Regions from separate parts of the Mus musculus genome. Here all the other regions are linked to region 1. Evidence: chromatin contacts called from public HiChIP or PLAC-seq and promoter capture Hi-C data. All regions are on one chromosome and are shown on one strand. Each heading gives the region's core, a stretch centred on a gene start, on an enhancer-like site or on the middle of the called end of the contact. The rest is flanking DNA. Distances are from core to core; before and after follow the strand shown.

Evidence for each region. Promoter capture Hi-C pulls out the DNA fragments that hold promoters and counts their contacts. HiChIP or PLAC-seq counts read pairs in DNA pulled down with a chosen protein or histone mark.
Region 2: a contact with region 1 is called in a FOXA1 HiChIP or PLAC-seq map of pancreatic cancer cells. The contact joins the enhancer-like site here to the promoter of Kif24 in region 1. A contact is called at or near these places in 5 of 39 promoter capture datasets (cranial neural crest, hippocampal neurons, liver and 2 more) and 2 of 115 datasets of contacts at active chromatin or transcription factors (memory CD8 T cells and pancreatic cancer cells).
Region 3: a contact with region 1 is called in a promoter capture Hi-C map of pre-B cells. The contact joins the promoter of Chmp5 here to the promoter of Kif24 in region 1. A contact is called at or near these places in 5 of 39 promoter capture datasets (the C10 cell line, cranial neural crest, liver and 2 more), 2 of 484 Hi-C or Micro-C datasets (CD4 T cells and pre-B cells), 2 of 115 datasets of contacts at active chromatin or transcription factors (the SCID.adh cell line and bone marrow-derived macrophages) and 1 of 9 other capture datasets (liver).

Annotation. Positions count from the first base shown.
Region 1 is chr4:41,463,111-41,467,248 of GRCm38.p6, reverse strand. Kif24 (kinesin family member 24) reads left to right here and starts at 2,401. Exons shown (of 13, transcript NM_024241.2): 1 at 2,401-2,539. It overlaps Nudt2 (nudix (nucleoside diphosphate linked moiety X)-type motif 2), which reads right to left and starts at 2,101. Exons shown (of 3, transcript NM_025539.2): 1 at 2,069-2,101.
Region 2 is chr4:40,774,743-40,778,880 of GRCm38.p6, reverse strand. Gm34213 (a long non-coding RNA gene) reads right to left here. Exons shown (of 3, transcript XR_390479.3): 3 at 2,105-2,353. It also overlaps the pseudogene Psenen-ps. Among named protein-coding and RNA genes, the nearest start is that of Gm34213, 3.8 kb to the right of the region's middle. Within about 2 kb of position 2,225, at least 64 of the 459 cell types and tissues checked have an H3K27ac peak or open chromatin away from gene starts, as enhancers often do. A contact at or near this core is called in memory CD8 T cells and pancreatic cancer cells, where this site is marked.
Region 3 is chr4:40,946,386-40,950,523 of GRCm38.p6, reverse strand. Chmp5 (charged multivesicular body protein 5) reads right to left here and starts at 1,971. Exons shown (of 8, transcript NM_029814.1): 1 at 1,848-1,971; 2 at 966-1,070; 3 at 1-10. The coding sequence starts at 1,916. It overlaps Bag1 (BCL2-associated athanogene 1), which reads left to right and starts at 2,230. Exons shown (of 7, transcript NM_001171739.1): 1 at 2,230-2,802. The coding sequence starts at 2,730.

The sequences.
Region 1 (4,138 bases), core at 1,152-3,651:
TTAGGGTGGGAAACTGCGAAAGGCTTACTTTCTCACGGTATGGTCTCCAACAGAGGGGGCCTCAAGTTTAGAAAATGCTTCTATGAGACTGGGCTGTAGGCAAACCTATAGGGCATTTTCTTAGTGATTGATGTGGATGGCCCACTGTGGGTGGGGCCATCCCTGCACTCAGGGTCCTGGGCTCTATAAGAAAGCAGGCAGAGCAGCCACAAGGAGCAAGCCAGTAAGCAGCACGCCTTCACAGTCCCTGCATCAGCTCCTGTCTCCAGATTCCTTCTGACAACGAACAGTGATAAGGATGAGTAAGCCAAACAAACCCTTTCTTCCTCAAGTTGCTCTGGGTCAGTTTCCTCACAGATGTTGTAACCCTGACTAAGACGAGCCACTTTCCCTGAATTTGGGTGCATTTACCTGTCTAATCACCCCCTTTCCTATCTGGTATTCCAAATATTTTCACCCTCTTTCAGTTCAAAACAGTACAAGATAGAAAAGTATACCTGACACTGCTGTGAAAGAAACTTAGCCACTCAGGTCAGGTTGTTACCTGAAAGACAGGTCCTCATTTGTAAAGTGACTCTAACGTGTATTTCTCATTGTTGAGAGTTTAAAGTATGTGTAGACAGACATGAATACATGCCAGTCACTCTTATCTTGTATTATAATAGGCCACCTGAATGCTTCTCTGTATTATACTGGCAGTCAACTCTTTCTAATAGTTGAATCAAGAATTTCCCCACCTCTGTGTCATAGTCCTGTCTCTCCTGGAACTCAGAGATCCTCCAGCCTCTGTTAGGAATAAAGACATGCACTATCATTTTTATATTTTTCAGGAAACAGCTGATAAACAGTGTTCACACTAAGTATTAGTAATTTTTAAAGATCAACAAGATTAATTCCCTTTAATATATTGTCAATTTTCTCTTTTGAATACTGTATTTCCTTATTAGTAAGAATTACATTTATTCTTTAACTGATTAGTGATTTACTTTTGTTTATGTCTTGTGTGTCTGCCAGTTGTGTGTGGTATGTGGGTGCCTGAAGAGTCCAGAAGAGGGCCATGGATGCCCTGGAGCAGGAGTTGGGAGGCTACTGTGAGCCACTTGGCATGGATGCTGGGAAATGAACTCAAATTTCTCTGGAAGAGAGGTTAAGGGCTCTTAACCACTGAACCATCTCTCCAGGCCCCCGAATCGCTCATTTTTGAGCTAAAAACGAGCACTCCATTAAAGTACATATGAAGCTGCACACATGCTGGCTACTGGATTTGTTCCTACTATGCTGGTGGTTCCTTTTTGACCTGAGAGGCTAGGCCTGGCCAAGCATTTTTTCCCAATAGTCTTTGCAACCCGTTGAAGCATTACTATTATTTTTCACAAAAGGAAAAAAAAAATAAAACTATGGTTCAGAAATATTTTTGAGTAGTTAATCAAATGCAGACACGTCCAATTTCTAACATCATTAAGCTTAATTGCCACTGGACATTAGAACATTTCTGCATTGGCAACTTGACTCTTCTCGATTTAAGCTGTTTCGCCTTTTTTTCTTAAGACGGGAATCTTGTGACTTTCTATCTCTGGGGGCTAAAGAGCACCTGTCACTCTTCCAAAAGATTGGGGTTCGGTTCCCCGGAACCTATACCAGGTGGCCCACACAACGTTTAACTCCAGCTCCTGGGATCCGACGCCTTCTGGATTCTGAGAGCATCTGCACGCACGTGGCGCGCATAGACAGACACAGACACACACACACACACACACAAGTAATAATTTTTACCAAACGTAAGATCTTTTGGAATGCAGGCAGGGTTTAATCGATAACTACAAAGCAAGCCTAGGGAGAAGATATGATTGGCCCGCTAAGTCCCAAAGGTGAATCTCTCTGCCTCTGGGATTCTTCCGACCCACGCCCTCACCACTGAACCTAGTCCTCTCTGGTGCACAGAGATAAACCGAGGTCCCGCGAGTGGATGGGGCCTGGCCTACACGCGCCTCACTGCCAGCTCCGTCCCCGCAGCAACAGGTCAGGAGCCCGCGACACTCCCCACGCCCCCCAGCCCCACAGCACTCACCCGTAGCCCAGAGGCAGGAGGCGGTCCTCGAACGGAGACGTAGCGCGCCAGCCAATCAGAAGAGCCCGGCTGCACTTCAGACGAGCCACAGAATTGGGCATCAGGCGCTTCCACCCGCCCCTGAGGCGTGGTTTTTTGGCTGGGACCGTCGCGAGATCTGCCTCAAGCTGAACCATTGGTGGAGAATGAACCGCCCCCTTCCCCTTCTGATTTCTGATTGGCCTTTTAGAGGAGAGGTGACAGGCTCTGTGAATGACCATTGGTCGGTGCTGCGGGACCGCGGGCGGGCGGGCGTCGGCGCGCGCGTTCGAACTGGCGCTTGTGGCGTTGCCATGGGGATGTGGCCTGGCGGACACCTAAGGCGGGTTGACCGGACGCTCTGCTAGCCCGGCCTTAGGGCTTTCTCCTCACCGCACTATTTCTTCGGTCCTCCCTGAAAACTGACTGAGGAGGAGCCGGGATTGCCCTGAGGTGAGAAACGGTGGCTTTAGCTTGAGCCCAGGCTCTGCGCCTGCGCGGGAGCGGGTGCTCCTGTCTGCGAGCGGCGCGAGCCGAGACCGGTATTTGCGGGGTAACTAGAACTTGGCTTCTCGGGTTCTTCGAGGGTTCTCGCGCTCTCTCACGTTTCATCTCCCTGTCTACCGCCTCTTCAGCAATTACCTCGACCACCACCAGCTTTGAGGCTTTTCTGAGTACCCCAAAGGCCTCTTGCCTTTGAGACACGCTCTTCAGAGCGCTTCGATTGGACTTTCGGTTGTTTTGTGAACTTCCGCAAACCTCATTCTCCTTTTTTCTCATATAATTTTGACCTCTGAGATAAGACAAGCCTTTCCACAGCGTCTTACGCATATTAGTTTTTTGTTTGTTTGTTTTGTTTTTTTAAGGAAATATTTGTTCAGTTGGCTTTCACTCACTACAAATAGATTCAGTTATCTTTCTGCCTTGTCCCATTCAAAGTCGATTTGGGGGCAGGTGGAAGAGAGAGGACACCCTAATCTCATATACAAGAGACAGAAAATTCAGCGTTGGCGTTCCCACGTTGGGGGCAGGAAGACCTGCTCAGTGTGGGTGGCAACATTCCCAAGGCAGGGAATTCTGAGCAGTAATAGAGTGGAGAAAGCAAGCTGACCGCTAGCATACATACATTACTTCATTATTTACTGCTTTTCTTTTTTTAAGTTTTTGTTTGTGTGGCTTTTGTTTGTTGGTTGGTTTTGAGACAAAGTTCTCAATCAGAGAGACGTGCTCTCTCCACATTGTAGTCTGGCCTACAAGTACCTCTTCTCAAACCCCTAAATGTATTTGCTTATAACAGGCCATTCTGTCCTTATATGCCCGAGGATTTCCTCTTGTTGTTTACTGACCACCAACTATCGTAACATTTTATCTGTGCTTTGGAAACTGAAATCAATTATTTGACTTTGAGTTTTTTTCACTTAACAGTGTGTGTGTATGTGTGTGTGTATATGTATATGTGTGTGTGTGTATGTATGTGTGTGTGTGAGCACTCAAGTGAAGGTCAGAGGACAACTTTGAGGAACTGGTTCTCATTTTCCATGTTTTTTAAGCAGCTTGTTTCTGCTGCTGCAGTGCATACTCCAGGATATTTCTATCTTACACACACACACACACACTTACTTCTCCCTAGGAGTGCTAGGGTTACACATGTGCAGTACCACATGTGACCTTTTATGTGGGTTCTAGGCATTGAATTTGAACCATTAGGCTTATTATAGGTTATGTGCATTTACCTACCAAGCCATTTCCTTGACCTTTATTTCAGGTGGTTGGTTGGTTGGTTGGTTGGTTTGTTTGTTTAATTTTATTTGTGTACTGGCTAGTTTTGTGTGTCAACTTGACACAGGCGCGAGTTATCACTGAGAAAGGAGCTTCAGTTGAGGAAATGCCTCCATGAGATCCAGCTGTACGGCATTTCCTGAATTGGTTATCAAGGGGGGAGGGCCCCTTGTGGGTGGTGCCATCTCTGGGCTGGCAGTCTTGGTTCTATAAGAGAGCAAGCTGAGCAAGCCAGGGGAAGCAAGCCAGTAAAGAACATCCCTCCATGGCCTC
Region 2 (4,138 bases), core at 976-3,475, 690 kb after region 1:
AGCAGGTAAGAGCGCGACTGGTCTCTAATGAGATCTGGCGCCCTCTTCTGGTGTGTCTCAAGACAGCTACCGTGTACTTATGTATAATAATAAATAAATCTTTGGGCCAGAGTGAGTGGGGCTGACCGGAGTGAGCAGAGGTCCTGAATTCAAATTCCCAACCACATGATGGCTCAGAACCATTAGTACAGCTACAGTGTACTCATATACATTAAATAAATAAATAAATCTTTTTTAAAAAGAAAAGAAAAAAAAAAAAAAAGAAAAATGTAACTTGAAACGCTACAAGACTGGACCGGGGATCCAGCTCAGTTGCCAGAGGGCTTGCCTAGCATGCAGTCTGGGTTCAGTCCCAAGCACTGCCTGCCCCGGGGTGGGAGAGCTTCTCTGTAGTTCCGGCACTCAGGAGGAGGGTGAGGCTGGGGGATGAGGAGTTTAACATTATCTGTGGTTCCATAGCATTTTGAGTCCAGCCTGAGATACACACGATGGTGTTTCCAATAAAGGAAAAAGCCACAAGACACATGTATTAGCTATGCTTGAGAGACTCAAGCCCCCTCCCCATCTCTTTTTCTGCCTGTACTTCAGATTTAAGTCCATACTGTCCTAATTTTTTATCTCTTTTTAATAAATCCAACTTTGCTTCATACTGACTCATTCTGAAAATCTCTACGGTAAAAAACCAAACCACCCAACAAACAAAAACAATCCAACAAAATAAAACTCAACCAAAACTGTTGGCATTCCTTCTACGCTCTGCCCAACAGTTACCTAGCAACAGCCAGGTAGGCCTGACTCACTATAAAAGGGACAGTTTGGCTTCCCTTCACTCCCTCTGATTCTCTGACTCTCTTTTCTCTCTTACCTCCCACACCTTCTCTCTTCCCCCTCCCTCCCTCTCCCCTTCTCCCTCTCCTTTGTCTCCTCTCCTTCTCTGTCTCCTCCCTCTCTCTGCCTCTACTCCCTTCTCAACTCCCCTTCCCATGTCCCCAAATAATCTCTATTCTATACTAGACCCATGGGCCTGCTGAGGTATCCTCTCCCACCGCACCATTCCTCGCTCTACAAAACATATCCCTGACTCTACAAAACACATCCTAGTCTTTACAAAACACATAAAAAACCAACCCAGTTTCATTTGAGTTGAGGCTGCAGAAGAACTCAATAGGCGTGGACTATGTGTCTCCCCACTGCTGCTGACAATGAGCTTGCCAGAGGACTTCCCCAAACCTACCATGGCAATTGGAGAAACGGAGACTTTGGGCAGGATAGTGGGAATGAGGGCAGAATCTCCCCTCATCTAGCCAAAGGAAAAGGAGAAATCTGAAATGTGTAGACTGAGAACTAATTTTGTGCCCCAGAGCTCCTTGAGATTGTAAGAAAATAATTTGGGAAAGGAGGGCCAAAGATGCCATTTAAAAGACAGCTCTGGGAAATCCCTGTAGAGAAAGTACAGGAAGCTGCTGTGCTCGGGTGCCCTGGTTTTGTTTGTTCAGATCCCAGATCAAAGGATAGCAGAGGGAAGCCTCAGGAAGCCACAAATGCCAGCAAGTCAGTGGTGGGGTAACAACCCTCACATTCCAGTCCCAGCCTGTGGCAAGAACCTTTTCATGTGGCTTTAGTATCACAGAGGCTGAGTGGGCCAGTGGGCCACACATTGTGTTTTGGGGGAGGGGGGGCTAAGACAAGGGAGAAGGTCATGGGATGACCAACCAGCCACCACCTGCAGACACAGGAACAGCGTGCAAGCTCATTGGTGAGAGCTGGGATTGTTAACAAGGACAGTGTTCCCTTACTCCAGACTGACCAGTTTAGACCTCGTTTGAACCTACAGTGCTCATTTCCTCTTTGTGTTAAGAAATAGAAACTGAGGCCGGGCAGTGGTGGCACATGCCTTTAATCCCAGCACTTGGGAGGCAGAGGCAGGTGGATTTCTGAGTTCGAGGCCAGCCTGGTCTACAGAGTGAGTTCCAGGACAGTCAGGGCTACACAGAGAAACCCTGTCTCGTAAAACAAACAAACGAACAAAAAAAAAGAAGAAGAAATAGAAACTGCAGGAAGACTTTGACAGCATCTTAAAAATTGAAAACAATTATGTCTTAAAACCACGTACAGGTGTGTGTTAATTGAATGAAAATGGCTCTCACATGTTCATAGGGAGTGTGACTTTATTTGAAAAGATTAGGAGGCGTGGTCTTGTTGGAGGAAGTGTGCCCGGGGGGATGGGCTTTGAGGGTTCAGAAGCTCAAGCTGGGCTCATGACTCACAGTCTCTTGCTGCTGCCTGCTAATCCAGATGTAGAACTCTCAGCTACCTCTCCAGCACCATGTCTGTCCACATGCTGGCATGCTTCCTGCTATGACAAATAATACACTAAACTTCCGAACCTGTAAGCCAGCCCCAATTAAATATTTTCCTTTATAAGGTTTGCCATGGTCATGGTGTCTCTTCATAGCACCAAAAACCCTTAGACATGTGGATATGAATGTAGGTGCCCAGGAGGTCGGAGGCATCAGATCTCCTGAGGCCTGATGGTTACAGATGGTTGCGAGTTGCTATGTGGGAGCTGGCAATCACACCTGGGTCCTCTGGAAGAGCCACGGGTGCTTGTAAGTGCTGAGCTATCTCCACAGCTTTAAATGATAACTATGGCACATTCTTTTTCAGTGCTAGATGTGCCAGATATGGTTAACATGTTTTACATGTAATAATAATTCATTTGATCCTCAGAAAACTTATTTCATTTTTAATTTTTCAGACAGTTGCCCTGGCTATCCTAGAACTCACAGCACAAGACCAGGTTGGCCTCAAACTCCCAGAGACCTGCCTGCCTCTGACTCCTGAGCACTGGGATTAAAGGCCTGCACCCCCACCACCTGACTCTCAGGAATGATGAGAGCTCCTAACAGCACACCCTGGAATTCCCAGTTCAGCCGCTCTCAGTGCTGCAGCTCACAGGCAAGCAGTGGTGCATAGTGACTGGTTAGGTTCCTTCGGAAGCAAGAGCCTCCTGGAAGGCAGACGATGGGAGGAAGGTAATCAGAGGGTACAAATAGGACTAGCAGAAAGAGATAGAAGGGACCAAACTCCAAGAATAGGCACTGGGGAGCGGAGGGGGTGGGGGGGCTGGGCAGGAGAAGAAAAACAAAATCGACAACAAACTCCACTGAAAACTGCGGCATCTCCCGCAAATCTCCCGCAAAGGAATCCAGGCAGAAGGGATAAACCGCACTGGGGCGTGGTTGCTCGTGATCTTGCGCCTGTCATTTGGGTCTTGCTCTGCAGACCCTTAGGACCACCGGGCTCCAGCGCAACTATGAACTTGGAGCGGGTATCCAATGAGGAGAAGTTGAACCTGTGCCGGAAGTACTATCTTGGTGGATTTGCGTTCCTGCCTTTTCTTTGGTTAGTCAACATTTTCTGGTTCTTCAGAGAGGCGTTCCTCGCCCCAGCCTACACAGAGCAGAGCCAAATCAAAGGCTATGTTTGGCGCTCAGCTGTGGGCTTCCTCTTCTGGGTGATCATTCTCGCCACCTGGATCACCATCTTCCAGATCTACCGGCCCCGCTGGGGCGCTCTTGGGGACTACCTCTCCTTCACCATTCCCCTGGGCACTCCCTAACAACTTCATAAGCTGCTGATCTGTTCTTTCTCCCAGGATGAAGGCTTCTCTGCTCTAGGCTTTCCCTCAGACCCTGAAGACATCTGTTTCTCATTTCCCATCTGCCCCAATAAAGGACCCTAACTTAAAAAAAAAAAAAAAAAAAAAAAAAAAAAAAAAAAAAAAAGAATAGGCACTGGGGGTTGGGCTTTGGTTTGGCTGGTATGGGTTTTTCTGAGACAGAGTCTCACTATGCAGCTGCCCTAAGACTCTCTCTGTAGACCAGGATCACAGAGATCCACCCGAGCGCTGGAATTTAAGTTGTGCAGTGCTAGCAGAGGAGCTCTTCCAGGCCTGGAAAGTGAAGTTCCCTAGAGTTCACTAGGTTCCGGTGTTTTGGGCAGCAAGGAGGAGCCAAGGCTCGCCCTCAGATATGCCTCTATCATGTGTCCTCTCCTCCGGAGCCCTCACAGGCTTTCTCCTCCTCTTCCTCAAGGTGCCTTACACCTCAGCACCTGTTCCCAAGTCCCTTGCTGT
Region 3 (4,138 bases), core at 722-3,221, 520 kb after region 1:
TGACCATGTTCTGAGGAGAAAAACAGACTTAATTAAAAGAAGGGAACGCAGATGGCACAAGAAGTCTCCCCTATGCTCACACTCCTGCACCTACATGTTTCTTCTGCAAGATGGCAGATGTGGAGGCTCCTTGACTCTACTCTTCCTCTTCAAGCTTCGAGCACAGATAATTCTAATGCCCAGCTGGTACATCTTAGCGCCCTTTGCAACCCATGCTCTGTATCTTCAATTCCTCTTCCTCTCCCTAGGCATTGTACTTCCACTTCCAGCCCCAACAGAGCGCACTGTGTATATCCAGTTGCTTTCCATTTAAATACAACACGTTCATCCGCTATCATGTCCTCATGTTAGAAGCCATTTACAACAGCCCACCAGCCTCCCGCTTTCAGAATCTGGGAACCTCTACATCAACCTTTGATCCCTCTGTTGGTTCTTCACGCAAATTCATCAACTACTACGATATTCTAGATATAATGCCATGTAGGTGACTTGTTATTTAATCCTCACACATTAGTATATATTATCTTCATTTAACAGATGAGAAAATTGAAGCTGAGTGATATCCTGGTTCATACTGTTAAAAAGTTATAAAGTTATGAAAAAAAAAGATACCTATACACCCATAGCCTATTAAGTAGTGTTAGTATCAGAACACTGATCTTACACGCCATATCTAGTCTAACCTGAGTAGCCAGACAACACCCGGATTCTGAGCACAACCAGCTCTCCTCTTCAGAGTCAGACCTTCTCAGCAGAGCATGCCAATTCCCATTACATGTCATCAGCATCTTCTACCTACCACATTAAAACCCAGCCTCCCTCTTGTATATGGCTGTAGCTTCTGTTCCCTGAAGAACAGGTCCTCACAAGTAGCTTCTCTTTACCAGATTTCGTGTATTTTTCTTGTATCCTTCACCAGTCAGTCCCTTCACAGTACTTCCTACAACAGTTGTCACCAGCCTTACCTTAGCAGGACCCTCTCTCATCTTCTTGATTTGATCCTTATATTTCACTAGTTCAGCATCCAGCCGGGAAATCTTTTTGTCAATGGATTCTGCCCTGCTATCCACCTTGGAAGAAAACATCACATGCAGTGGTAATTATTGTAATATGTTTACATGGAAAGGGGCAGAAAGAGAGGGATATGCAAAAGAAAAAAGGAACAATATAGCAAAGGGCAGAAAATAGGGTTTTTCTTAAGGGTGGGGAATTCCAGCCCGAACCATTGGAGGGCTTTCATAAACTCTCTCCCACCTCCTAGATTCTGATATAGCAGCCCTCTCTTGAGGAAAACGATTTGGGATTCTCTCCGCTGGCTGAGATTTCCCAAGTAGGAGAATAGTCAGTTTGGGACTCTGCATGAACGTGCGTGGAATGAACCAATCAACACAGGCTAAGATGAGATCTAAAACCATTTCCGAGATCAGGTTTAATCTGGAAGGGCCAAGATTCAGAATTCTATGCTACTCAGACCCAGGACTAAGGTACAGATATGTTAACCCTGACATGGGTAAGGGGAGAAGAGTGAAAAAGGGTTTTTAAAAGGCCAGGTTAGACAAAGTGGGGTGTAGTGACATAGGGTACGTAGGTTGGAATGTGGGAACCAAAGCGAGGAAGAAGGGGTGGGGCACAGTGGGCATCGGAAAGAGCTAAGTGCAGTAAGGGCGAAAGAATGATGAGATTAGACTGTCTGGTCTCTGGGGTCAGGAATGACCTGGAAAACAGGGATGAAAGGGGTGGGGATGAAGAAGACTCAGGTTTAATGGGCCCGAACCAGGAATGGGGTGGAGTACGAATTCGGGATGGACGGGTCGGAGTGTCAGAGGTATGCAAAGTCAAATGCCCACCGTCCCAATGCAGTCCGTCAAGCTAGGTGGCGGAGCCTTGGGTTTCGCTTTTCCGAAGAATCGGTTCATCTTGGCCGGCTGCGAGGAAACCCAAACACTGGAGGAAAACCAGAAACGGAAGCGTAGTCGCTCTGGTGTCAATTTCCGGCTTCCCCCACCCCATGCGCAGGCGCAGAGTGCTCGCCCGAGTCTCCCGATCCCTTTTCCGTGTTTTCAGCTCCTCCTTCCGGAGAAGGAGCGCGGAGCTCTGGGAGAGGTGGAAAGACTTCTGAAGGAGGGGCTTATGAGGAGGGATAGGGCGGTGCCTTGGCGGAGTGGGTGGGGCTTAGACGCGGCTGGGCGGATAGGGCGGGGCCTGAAGCAGGGTCAGTTCCGAGGGCGTGGCGAGTAGATGGGGCGGAACTGGTGAGTAGTGGGGCGGGGTTGCAAGGCTGCGCGCCCGGTAGCCACCGCTGCGCTGTGAACAAACGCGGCCTGGCGGGTCGCAGCGCCGCGCGGCGACCGCGAGGCGACCGGGAGCCGCTGGGACCCAGGCTGCGCGCCCCTCGGCCTGCCCGGGAGCCGCGCCAGTCGGAGTCCCGGGCCGAGCGGGGCTTGCCTCCCTCTCAGCGTTCCTCTGTGCGCAGTGCAGCCAGCGGGCATGACCGATCCACCAGGGGCGCCGCCGCCGGCGCCTGCAAGCCGCGGGTGAAGAAGAAAGTCCGGCCCCGCTCTTCTCAGAGCGAGAAGGTAGGGAGCAGCAGCAGGGAGTTGACTAGAAGTAAGAAAGTGACCCGTAGCAAGAACGTGACCGGGACCCAGGTAGAGGAGGTGACCAAGATCGAGGAGGCGACCCAAACCGAGGAAGTAACTGTGGCAGAAGAGGTGACCCAGACCGACAACATGGCCAAGACCGAGGAGATGGTCCAGACGGAGGAAATGGAAACACCCAGACTCAGCGTGATCGTCACCCACAGTGAGCGCCAAGGAGGGTTCCGTAGATCGGGTTGGGATATGTGGGTTTGGCCACATGTAGTCTTGGGAGAAAGAAACATGGGTTCTTGGCTATATATATTTGGGGATGTTTTTGCTTAGGGCTGGTGTCAGGACATCTTTCCCTGTGGCCGGTCCCTGGACACTTATTGGATCCTCTATTTGGAAGCAAAGTTGAGTGTGTAACGCTAGTAATCGTGGGTCTTTGTGTCAGGCTTATATTAGGCCTTCTTGTGTGTAGAACTTCCGTGGTTCTGGACATCCACCAGTGTAAAGAGTACGAACTTGGTGCGTGATCCCGCTGTTCCTTATTTACTGAGTAGTGTTTTTGTTGGATGTCATAGAACCGCAGGTTCAATGGGCCGTGAGTCCAAGAGTTACTTTCTGGACATCTGGTTACATCAACACAGAACTAAAAACCTTGGGAAGTACACGAGAAAGCTGAAGCCATGACATTTCCTTAGAATCAGTTAGGAAAGACTAACAACAAACTTTGCTACCTAAACCATGGCTCTATATCCAGCAGTTTTATGAAACTTTGAGATGAATCCCCACCCCCACCCCCCCAAAGGCCTCTTGATGTCTGATCTGTGAGGCACAAATAGGAACTAGGACTCCTTCTGACTCTTGACTGGTTGGGAGCGCAATCTAAAGGTGGATTTGAACTCCACTTACTTAGAAAAGATTGAGTACCTGTTTTAAAACAAAAGAAAAAACCTCTCTGTTGTTGGATTGGTTTCGTTTGTTTGTCTTTGCTAACTAACCATTAACTATGGTGTACATAGGTGTACCCAGTATGAAAGACTTGGAGGAAAACAGTCCCTTGCTGGTGACATCAGGGAAAACAAGACCAATGCCATAGAGACAATAGGACAGCCATGCCACACATGAGGCAGGCAACTTGTGATAGAAAAGTGTGGGCTTTGATGCAAAGCTGGATGCAAGGTCAAATTCTGAGTCAGCAGTTGAAGGTTTCCCCGAGCGAGTCTTAATTAGACTGATAGCTGTTTTCTAATGGTGTCCTGAGGTTTTGAGATAGTGCATAGAACAAGTCTTGTACCGTTTATTCTGTATAATTGCTTAAGATATCAGCCATCGTTAAAATAGTTTTTTTTTTTTTATGTTAGAGGAAACAAATCCTCAAGACAAGCTTTGTAATGGGTAGCGTATGGATAGATGCAAGTGTGACCCTACCCTGAGCAGCCTGACAACCCCTGGATTCCCAGCACAACCGAGCTCTCCTCTCCAGAGTCAGGCCTTCTCAGCAGAACATGCCCGTTCCCATTATAAGCTTCTGAACGTGTGACCAGCATCTTCTA